2 separate regions of the Ovis aries genome follow, and region 2 is linked to region 1. The links are chromatin contacts, called in public Hi-C maps. All regions are on one chromosome and are shown on one strand. The core of a region is the stretch at or near the end of the contact, and the rest is flanking DNA. Distances in the headings are between cores, read along the strand shown. Region 1 holds the start of LOC101118606 (cytochrome c oxidase assembly factor 1 homolog). Region 2 holds the start of MRPL32 (mitochondrial ribosomal protein L32).

Region 1 (5,617 bases), core at 807-3,306:
TTCACTCTGAATTACTCCCACAGATCTGTACAACATGGTCTCCAGGAAAAGTCAAAATTAAGCTCATGTGCTTCCCATTTAAAGGAACTATTGCATAATCCCGAAGACTGTCATACACCTGATGAAAGACTTGACCTAGAATACATAAAGCACTCTTACAACTCAATGGTAAACAAAAGCTTAGTTTTTAAATGCACAAAGGAATGAATAGACATTCCTCCAAAGAAGATATACATGTGGCCAATGGCACACAAAAAGATGCTCAACATTAGCCATCAGGGAAATACAAATCAAAACCACAATGAGACAATGCTTCACACCCACTAGAACAGCTAGAATTAAAAAAAAATTAAAAAGATAATAAGCGTTGGCAAGGATGTGAAGAAATCAGAACCTTTATACTGCTTATAGGAATATAAAATGGTGCAGCTGCTTTAAAAAAAAAAAAAAGAAGTCTGGTAGTTATTCAAAATGTTAAATGTAGAATTACCGTTATGACCCAGGAATCCTACTCTTACGTACACAGCCAAGAGAAATGAAATCATTATGCTTCCACAAAAAACCGTGTACACCAATGTTCATAGCAGCATTATTTAGGATAACCAAAACAACTGAAATACCCATCAACAGGACCAATGGATAAATAACTGGTGGTATATCCACACAGTGAAACAATATTCAGCAATAAAAAGAAATGAAGTACTGATACACTTCAACACGTTAAGCGAAAGAAGACCACATGGTTTATAATTTTATCAGCCTATTCTAGAATTGTCCAGAATTGACAAATATATTTATATATTCAGCAGATTAGTACTTCCTTAGAGCTAAAAGTGGGGTAAGGAGGAACTCAAGGGAGACTGCTAATGGGTACAAGGTGTCTTTAAAAATGGTTTAAAACTGTGGTTGTCGGATGTACAACTTTGTGAACGCACTAAAAAGCAATGTGTGTTTTAAAATTCCATGGTGTGTGAACTATATCTCAATCAAGCTGTTATTTTTCAAAAGGACTGCAGGTTGGGCTTTTTCTCCCCAATTTTAACTCCATTTTCCCCTCAGTTCCTAAAACAGTGTCTGGCAATAACCACGAATTCACTAAATTCTGACTGAATGGAAAAGTAAATTTGCAAACGTGGGTAAACCATTATAATTAGCCAAAGAGATGAAATTACTGCAGGATGGCATGACAGGGGCATAGAGCATGTATGTGTAGGTGTGTTTCCCATGAACAGGAGATGAGACTGAAAAATTCAGCAGAAACAAGACTTTGAAGTGTCTTCAATCCAGCCAAAGGAATTTGTACTATCCTGAATCAAATGGGAAGGCCAGTAAGGTTTTAAGTAGAGGATTAACAGTCAGATCTGTGTTTTAAATGTGTAAGTTCAAGTAGAGAGTTGCTTATATCCAAAGGTGAAGGTGAGCAATGCCCCTCAGGTAAGAATAAAGAGGAATAAGGGGAAGAGGCCAGGAAAAGCAGCAAAATATAATACTTGTGCGTTTTTTGAATTACAGCCCTTTCCACACACGCACAGACTGACAAACATGCATACGCACGCTTATACGAACACCCGAAAATCACTTAAACGCTGAAAATCACTTCTATGGTCAGCCCCCTTATGGAGCTCAGCTGTGATAGAAACGAATGATCAGGACCACCGAGCCACAGTAATCTTTTATACAATCATCTAGGCAGGGTCTCTCTCAAACTGTTGTAACCTGGGACCACCGACAAAGTGCAGTTCCACCTCTTCACAAATGTGCTCCTGGAAATGCTCACCAAGGACCACGGGGCAAGGTCACGATTAGCCCACCAGGGGTCACCCAATCAGGCAGCTCCAGGAGGTGGCGACCCAGCAAGGAGGTGGCCCCTGACGTGCTGCCCTAGCAACAGTCCGCCCCTCGCGCAAAAGCGGTCTCCAGAACGACGGGAACAAATGCTTCTGGAGTAGGACTGACCCGACTCTTTTTTCCCGCGTGGACGCTAACCTGTTAGGCGTAGAAACACCTAGCCGCAGAGAGCATGACGGCCCCTTCCGGAAGTGGAGCGTGTGGGAGTGGGTGGGGCAAACGCCGGCGGGTGGACACGCCCCGCGGGGAGCAGTCGAGACTTCCGACGTCATCTCCTCTAGGGGCTAGAGCAGTCAGGTTTGAATGAATGATTTCATATCAGGGCGCCAAAGCGACGGCATCTCAGGCTGAAATTGGTTCCGCTCCCCGGCTTCTCAGAAGCTTGTCGAGCGCGAGTAGGGCATTTGTGTTCTCAAAGCTCAGCTTTCTGTTTTGTGCACGCCATTAGCCCCCAACATACTGTCAGTCCATCAGCGGTTGCCTAGAAAATTTAAAACCACTGGTTCCTATTGCTCCTCGCAGGGATCTGGCGCTTCGATTCACCTCCAAGGATGCGAAACCACGAGCCATCTGAGCATCGCTCTGGCATTGAAGTCCATCTTGCCGATTCGACTGAGGAACTTAACGCTAATTTCTTTTATTCATTAAATATTTATTAAATTCTTACTGTGCTCCAGGGAATGGATTGTTAAGAAAAAATGTAATGCATTAGTACTAGTAATTACTTAATAAAGCGATCAGACTCGTCTGGCAGTATGTAAGTGTTCAATAAATGCTAGTTATTATTATTTTCATCTTGATTATTCCACTGTCATCATCGCTACTATTAACGTCACCCTTTACTTTAATGACAAGCTTGAAGTTCAAGTGTTACCTACCACCCAGGCCCTTGGATTCTTTAATCAAAAGAAACTGATAGAGGCCAGAGAGAAACAGAGCAAACCATACGGAAAAGAGAATTAGTAAGCTCGAAGACAGAAACCTAGAAATGATACAAATAGAAGAGAAAATTAATATTAAAAAGAGAGAAGAAAAAAAGAAAATGGGGACATTTTGACACAGCTACTTTGAGAAAACAATTGAGCAGGCCATTACATCGTATCATAAAAGTTAAGTGTAAACTAGACAATATTTACCTCAAAGATTAATAAAATTAGCATTAGGTAGGTTGGAATGAGGAGAAGGCAATGGCACCCCACTCCAGTACTCTTGCCTGGAAAATCCTATGGACGGAGGAGCCTGGAAGGCTGCAGTCGATGGGGTCGCTAAGAGTCGGACACCACTGAGCGATTTCACTTTCACCTTTCACTTTCATGCACTGGAGAAGGAAATTGCAACCCACTCCAGTGTTCATGCCTGGAGAATCCCAGGGACGGGGGAGCCTGGTGGGCTACCGTCTATGGGGTCGCACAGAGTTGCACATGACTGAAGTGACTTAGCAGCAGCAAGTTAGAATGAATGTCTTTTCTTACTTATCTTACATACTGTCATCATGAAATTGAGTCCTGACTAGTTTGTTTACAAGAAATTTTACAGTAAAACTTTCAGTTTTAAACCTGGAAAATTCCTTTGTAATCTTTACCAAAATATCATCTTTAATCCAAAGTCTATGCTTCCTCTATATGTTTTTTTAATGGGAAATTGCATGGATCTACTATAGTTTTATATATAAAACTTGTATCTGTTATAAAAAATTGTACCTGCTCAAATATGTTGGTTGTTGAAAATGGGGACATTTTATAATGATAACGAGGTTAGATCATCAAGAAAATTTAACAATTCTAAACTTGTATGCTTTTGAACTGTGGTGTTGGAGAAGACTCTTGAGAGTCCCTTGGACTGTAAGGAGATCCAACCAGTCCATCCTGAAGGAAATCAGTCCTGAATATTCATTGGAAGGACTGATGTTGAAGCTGAAACTCCAATACTTTGGCCACCTGATGAGAAAAACTGACCCATTGGAAAAGACCCTAGTGCTGGGAAAGATTGAAGGCAGGAGGAGAAGGGGACGACAGAGGATGAGATGGCAGGATGGCATCACCAACTCAATGGACATGAGTTTGAGTAGGCTCCGGGAGTTGGTGATGGACAGGGAGGCCTGAGGTGCTGCAGTCCATGGGGTCACAAAGAGTCAGACATGACTGAGTGACTGAACTGAACTGAAACATGTATACAACATATATCAGAGGTTTGATATATGTGAAATAAAAACTCCAAGGAGAATTAGAAAAAACAACAACTACAGTGAGTGATTATAACATTCATCTCTAATCACAATTAGATAAAAACCTCGATAATAGATCCATGCAATTTCCCATTTTAAAAAGTATATAGAAGACTAGAAAAAGATTATCAACCAACTTACCCAATTTATAGAACACTTGACCTATTTATCAACCACCTTGACCTAAAATCTCCTAGAACACTGCACTCAATAATTATAGAATACATATTTTTTTAAATGTCTATGCTTTTTTCACCAAGATAAAACATATGCTAGTCTATGAAACAAATCTCAATAAATTTTAAAAGACTGAAATCAGGCTTTATACTTTCTAATAATAATGAAATTAAGTTAGAAATAAGTAACAGGAAAATATTTGAAAAATCCCTAAATAGTTGGGGATATTTATGGGACAATTTAGAACTTTAAATACTTGTTTTCAAAGAGAAGAAATGTGAAAATCTGAGTTTCCACCTTAAGAAGCTAGAAAACGTGATCAGCATCACGGCATTATGAGATGCCTCTCCTTTGATTTACAACCAGAAAACATCCATAACTCAAAAGAGGTGTCTGCCCAACACATCAGGCTTGCCAGAGAATGCCACACACTGGTACCCTTAAAGGTGGGTAGATGGAACACATGGAAGAAGTGGAACCGGGGAAACAAAAAGGCAAGAATTCTGGAGTGGGTTGCCTCTTTCTTCTCCAGAGATTTCCCAAGTCAGGGATCAAACTCATGTCTCCCGCATAGGCAGATGGATTCTTTACCACTGAACCACCTGGGAAGCGGGACAGATGGGGTAAAGGAGGAAAAAGTGCTGATTGTCAAATAATGCAGCGTAAGTAAGAGAAACCGAAAGCGTGTGCTATGGCGCCACCTACTGGGACGCAAGAGTTCGGCTCAGTTCAGTTCAGTCGCTCGGTCGTGTCCGACTCTGCGACCCCATGAATCGCAGCACGCCAGGCCTCCCTGTCCATCACCATCTCCCGGAGTTCACTCAGACTCACGTCCATCGAGTCGGTGATGCCATCCTGCCATCTCATCCTCTGTCCTCCCCTTTTCCTCCTGACCCCCAATCCCTTCCATAATCAGAGTCTTTTCCAATGACTCAACTCTTCGCATGAGGTGGCCAAAGTACTGGAGTTTCAGCTTTAGCATCATTCCTTCCAAAGAACACCCAGGACTGATCTCCTTTAGAATGGACTGGTTGGATCTCCTTGCAGTCCAAGGGACTCTCCAGAGTCTTCTCCAACACCACAGTTCAAAAGCATCAATTCTTCAGCACTCAGCTTTCTTCACAGTCCAACTCACACCCATACATGACCACTGAAAAAACCATAGCCTTGACTAGATGGGCCTTTGTTGGCAAAATAATGTCTCTGCTTATAACTTTTATAAAAAAGTTGGTCATAACTTTTCTTCCAAGGAGTTCAGTTCAGTTCAGTTCAGTTCAGTCGATCAGTCGTGTCCGACTCTTTGTGACCCCATGAATTGCAGCACGCCAGGCCTCCCTGTCCATCACCATCTCCCGGAGTTCACTCAGA
Region 2 (5,617 bases), core at 1,897-4,396, 770 kb before region 1:
TCCAAACTGGCTTTTTAGGTCATATATAATTTCAGTCTAGTTGTTGAGTGTTAGAACAAATACCATAAACATCACCAACCTTTCTATTTGATTGATAGTCTTTGAATGAAAATAATTTGTCCTAAGTGAGACACAAGCTAGGTCCACATACCCAGTCTATAATCTTCAGTTTCAGAAGGTCATTTGTTTCATCTTCATAAAACTAGAGATACTGTCACTCAAGTCTCAACTCATACCATGCCATCGCGCTCCAGAGACACAACTACCCTTAGAATTCAAAAAACCCCTCTGACAAGACAATTCCTGTTTGCAATGCACTTCACCAGTCTGGTGAACTCCTTCCAAGTCATTCTCCACACCTTAACAGAAGTGTCATTTTCTCAAGAAAAGCTGCCCTGACCACCCAGACTGAATCCCACACACTCATACCTAAGTGTCCCATGCTTCCTCCTTGGCCCAGAGTCAACACATTTGAATTATTTTGTAATATTCACAAAGTATAAGCTCTGTTCAATCAATACACCAACACATAACTGATGACCAGGTTCATCTGACTGACAGACATACATCCACACCTATTTAAGGAATAAACCTAGGGGTAGCAGTCTAAAGACTGTTAAATGACAAAATTAGCTGATTTGGGCAGTGCAGTTCCAAAGCACCAGGATCTCTATCAGGGATAACTGAAAAAATTAGCCCTCCAGCAAGTTTTCTTATTTTCCACTCTTACTTCCATTCCCTGATCCAGAGTTACTTTTATATCTTAACATCTTCCACTTAAATCCTTTAATCCATTCACAATCAAAGCTCCTTACTCTGGCCTACAGGGCCCTGCAAGACTGGTCCAAACCCAGGATAACTCCCTGCTCACTATACTCTAACACACTGGCCTATCAATTCAGTCTTAAACTTCAGCATTTTCAAACATGCTTTTCCCTGTCTGCAACTCTCCCTACCCCTATATCTTCAAATAGTTGGCTCCCTTTCATCTTCCAGTCCCCTCAAACAGCCCCCAAGCATTGGTCTTTCCTGACCACCCAATCTAAAGTTACATTCCTTCTTTCGCCCTCTCAATAAAAATTCCTGAGGAAGGGAAAAACATTCTTCAGAGTGTATGAGTAGGCACCCATTTGTTTACCCACTGATTGTCAATGAAGTGAAAGTCGCTCAGTCCTGTCTGACTCTGCAACCCCATAGACTATACATTCCATGGAATTCTCCAGGCCAGAATACTGGAGTAAGTAGCCTTTCCCTTCTCCAGGAGATCTTCCCAACCCAACCAGGTCTCCTGCATTGCAGGCAGATTCTTTACCAGCTGAACCACAAGGGAAACCCAAGAATACTGGAGTGGGTAACCTACCCCTTCTCCAGCAGATCCTCCTGACCCAGGAATTGAACAGGGGTCTCCTGCATTACAGGAGGATTCTTTACCAGCTGAGCTAAGAGGGAAGCCCACTGGTTGTCAATATCCCCAACTAAATGTTATCCTCAAGAACACCTTTTCATCCTATAGTATAGTCTCTTATCACATCTACCATTAATAATTCTGATTACAACAGGACAGAAACAATTTTTAAAATCCAAAACAGAATTGCACCATCATATTAAAAAAAAAAAACAAGAGTGTGTTTAAACAAGGAAATTTATTATGGAAAGATTCAGTCCCTGATAACATATGGTTGTTTCATGTTTCAGCTGGGATTAGGATAACACTTTCTTAAAGATAAAGGTCCAGATTTTGTCTCTGAATACGAACAGTAGCGACCTGTCAAACTTTGTTTCATATCATTGTATATGAAGAGATCTTTTTTAAAAAAGATAAATATTCTAGTATTTTCAGAAGACATTACACAGTAATGCAAAGTGTATTAATTTTGTCGTCAGAAAGAACCCAGTTTAAATATTAACCTATGACCAGGGAGGAGTTATTGAATTTGAGTTGTGGTCAGCTCATCTGTAAAATGTTTAGAAAACATGTATCACACAGAGTAGCCTAAAGAGATGGGAGTAAGCTCCACCCACACAGAAAGTACTCAACAAGTTGGATGCCGCCCGTCTTTAGCTGTCAGATAATATTTTTAATTAAACAGGCCATTACTGATCTGTAGGAAAATGGCCAAATTGAATCCTTCTCCCGTCAGTACAGCCTTTGGTGACGGTTTTCTTACACCGGGAACGATGATAGTGCATCTCTGATTTATTTTGAAAAACATGCTTACATAAATATTCTAAAGTTCAAAAGCCTACCATCTTTCTTTAAATAAACATATCCCCCTTCAAAAATAACAGCCCCAAAGCAAATACAGCCTATTTTGGAGCCCACAAAGACAAGGGGCTAGAAACACTACCACTTTCACTTTCAGTTCTTAAGCTTCCAGTAGGGGCACCGAAGAAATCGAAAGCGGGAAAAGGTTTCCAAAGACATTAGCGCCAAATGGAAGCTAAGACTAGAACTGAACTGTAAAGTTGGGTCTTTCCAAGAAAAAGGAACCCCACAGGGCTGACCAAGATTCCGACCTCCAGAAGCTCCTGAATCAGGCCTACTTGAGTCAGGAAGAAAGAGTTCTGAACAGGAAACCTGAAAGCAGCTCATTCAAAATTGCCTTTTTCTCTAGTTCCAAAGCGAAAGAAAATCCCTGGGTGAGGGCCTCAACTTCCCACAGCGCCTAGATCTCCCAGGATACCCTGACTCGCGTTCCCACGGTCCCCAGGCACCAATGCTCCCCAGGCCGCGGGAAGGCCCCGCAAATGACTTGGCAAACTCGCATTTCCACCCCCATTTCCTACGAGGCCCTCAGGAAGCGCCAAGTCAGAGACCAGGAAGGTAAAAACCTGGTCGGCAGAGCTCCTGCAACCTCGGTTACGTGGAGGACCTCGGGAGTCCCTTCCATACCTGAATGTAGTCAGCGAAAAGCTGTAACCACGCTCCGCCATCTTTACCCGAAGAACCAACGCACATCCGCGCACATGCGCGCTGAAGCCAGTTTCGTTTCTTTTTCCCCGCCCCGCGCGTTCCTTTCTAGATTTCTGATTGGAGAAAAGGCAGAGCCGCTCCAGAAGAATGCTGGGAGTTATAGTTCCAGGTGCGCGTTTGCCCGACTCTGTGTCTATGCGCATGCTCAAGGTAGGGGCGGGACTCAGAGGCCTGGTGGGGGTGGCTTTCGGCCGAGCAACATGGCGCCCACCATGCTGGTGCTGCTGGTTCCGCCGTTGCCCGTAGCCCGAGGACTTCTCTGGAACTGTTGGAAGCAGCTGCAGCGAAAACTTCTGCAGAGCCGACCAGGTTTTCCCAGTCCTCCATGGGGTACGTAAAGAGGCCTCCGTGGAGAGGGGTTTGGACTGGGGACTCCAGGCAGCGTGGTGAAGTCTGCTCGTATTTAGCCTGCTCCGGTGTTCTGATCTTTGGCTGTGTGTAGGGATCGTTGTCCCGGACATTCACTTGCTTAGGAACAAAGACAGCAGTTTTTGCTCCCCAGTCCCCTGCAAAAAGGAAAAGAAACGTCCTCTGACTGTCCCATTCCTACAGAGAATGTAACCGAAGTGCATTAACTTAGCATCAAGGGACACCGCTCTCTAGATCTTCTTTTCTTTCCAGTCCAGTCCACCACCTAAAGCAGTTTGCCTTCTGTACCATTTGAGCTGTGTCAATTGACTCTTGATCCTCTATTTCCCCTGAAAACTAATTTTAAATGGAAATATCTTGGGTGTTAAAATTGTTGTTGCTTTGATATTTACATCCTACTCGATTTCGAAGTTATCCCGAACATAATAATGATAATACTCGGGAGAGCCCACTAAATGTCAAGTGAAGTGAAGTGAAGTCGCTCAGTCGTGTCCGACTCTTTGCGACCCCATGGACTGTAGCACGCCAGGCTTCTGTGTCCATGGTATTTTCCAGGCAAGAATACTGGAGCGGGTTGCCATTTCCTTCTCCAGGGGATCTTCCCGACTCAAGGATCAAACCCAGCTCTCCCGCATTGTAGGCAGCCGCTTTTACCGTCTCAGCCACTAGGAATGTCCCGCTGAATATCAAAGTCAACATATATTTCGTATAATCTCCACTACGTATAATTTCCACTTTCGTTTAATCTCGTCGTATATTTCATATAATCTCCACTAGGATCCCATTAGGTGTCTCCACTTTTGAACTGAAGAACTAGACTCAGAAAGGCCCCAAGGTCACACAGACCTTCCAGAGCCTGTGCTATTAACCACTGGTCTGTGCTTAGCAATACTTTCAGGTATATTGAAAAGGAGTATCGGTTGTTAAGTGTTAAACAGCGTTGTATATTTTTAAGAGTTCCTAAAATCAAAAGAAATATTACAGGCCTGAGGAATATAGCAAGGAGAGGGTAAATAAATCTTTTTTTAAAGTTTTTATTTTTAATTGAAGGATAATTACTATACAATACTGTGTTGGTTTCTGCCATGCATCATGAATCAGCCATAGGTATACATATGTCCCCTCACTCTTGAACGTCCCTCCCACCTCGCACTAATTTTTATAAACAGTTTAGAAAAACAAAAGTGAAATGGGTTGGTGGTCACAGGAGTAAATTAGTATCCTAGAAAGAGTGATGAGTTAGTTTTTTCCTTAGAGTACTTTCCTTAGGGAACAAGACTAAATATTATGAGAACTAAGTGTCTTAAAGGGCCTATCAGGTTATATGACTGAGGAGCTAACTCAATTTGAATATAATTTAAAAAAAAGACAATCAGCATTTATATCTGTGCTAGTAGGAAGTGGATTTTGAAAGCCTCAAGCTTAAGATTTACTTGTAACTAGGTACTGCCTATCAAGCAGAATGTGGACAATTGAGTGAATTATTATTTTTTTTTTTTTTGCCTTGGTTTGTTTAAATTTGGTGCCTCTCACACTTTTATTCATGTTTACTAAACCTCTCAGTTCTGTATTTTAAGATGAGAAACTTTTGGTAGAATTTCACTGATTCATTTAAGCAAGTGCCACTAAATATTCTGTTCTAAAGTTATTTCAGGTATGAACTTTAAGTATATTTTAATAGCTACTAAGGTTTCCTATTAAATGTCTATTGAATGTAATGTTTTAAGTTACATAGGCCTGCTGATATATTACTTTTGATTGTTAAAGAGAGTGATACTTGGAAACGGTCATTTCAGAGCTAGAAACCATTCTGTATCTCCATGGTTTATTTTGTAGGACCAGCGTTAGCGGTCCAAGGTCCAGCTATATTTTCAGAACCAACAAATGATACCAGTGGAAGTACAGAGACGTCCAGCCTTTCGGATAGTATATTTTGGATGGCGGCTCCTAAAAACAGGCGCAGCATTGAAGTGAACCGCTGTAGGAGAAGAAACCCTCATAAGCTTATTAAAGTTAAGGTAATATGGTGATTTTTGTGGGTGTACTTTTTCTCATGTCCACCACTGCATCATCTCTTGATTTGTCCATATAACCTATGAGTAAATTATTTTTAGATCCTGTATGTCTACCTTTCCCTGCTCTAAATAAATCCAATATTCTTGTTATATATGCGTCTACTGTTCTGTAGGCTAAATGCTCAGAACACAGTCAAGGAGGGAGTTCAGAGTCTGGACAGAGGACTGGGTTATAACGAGTCTGTGTGACTTTTGTATT

Evidence for each region. A called contact is a pair of places that touch in the nucleus more often than the background predicts.
Region 2: a Hi-C map of skin fibroblasts shows a contact between it and region 1, with 5 times the contacts expected there. The contact joins the promoter of MRPL32 here to the promoter of LOC101118606 in region 1. A contact is called at or near these places in 10 of 16 Hi-C or Micro-C datasets (blood, liver, mixed tissues and 4 more).

What each region holds. Positions count from the first base shown.
Region 1 is chr4:79,020,219-79,025,835 of ARS-UI_Ramb_v3.0, reverse strand. LOC101118606 (cytochrome c oxidase assembly factor 1 homolog) reads right to left here and starts at 2,056. Exons shown (of 6, transcript XM_060414798.1): 1 at 1,957-2,056.
Region 2 is chr4:79,790,088-79,795,704 of ARS-UI_Ramb_v3.0, reverse strand. It overlaps MRPL32 (mitochondrial ribosomal protein L32), which reads left to right and starts at 3,146. Exons shown (of 3, transcript XM_004007996.6): 1 at 3,146-3,304; 2 at 5,180-5,361. The coding sequence starts at 3,175. PSMA2 (proteasome 20S subunit alpha 2) reads right to left here and starts at 2,953. Exons shown (of 8, transcript XM_004007997.6): 1 at 2,894-2,953. The coding sequence starts at 2,934.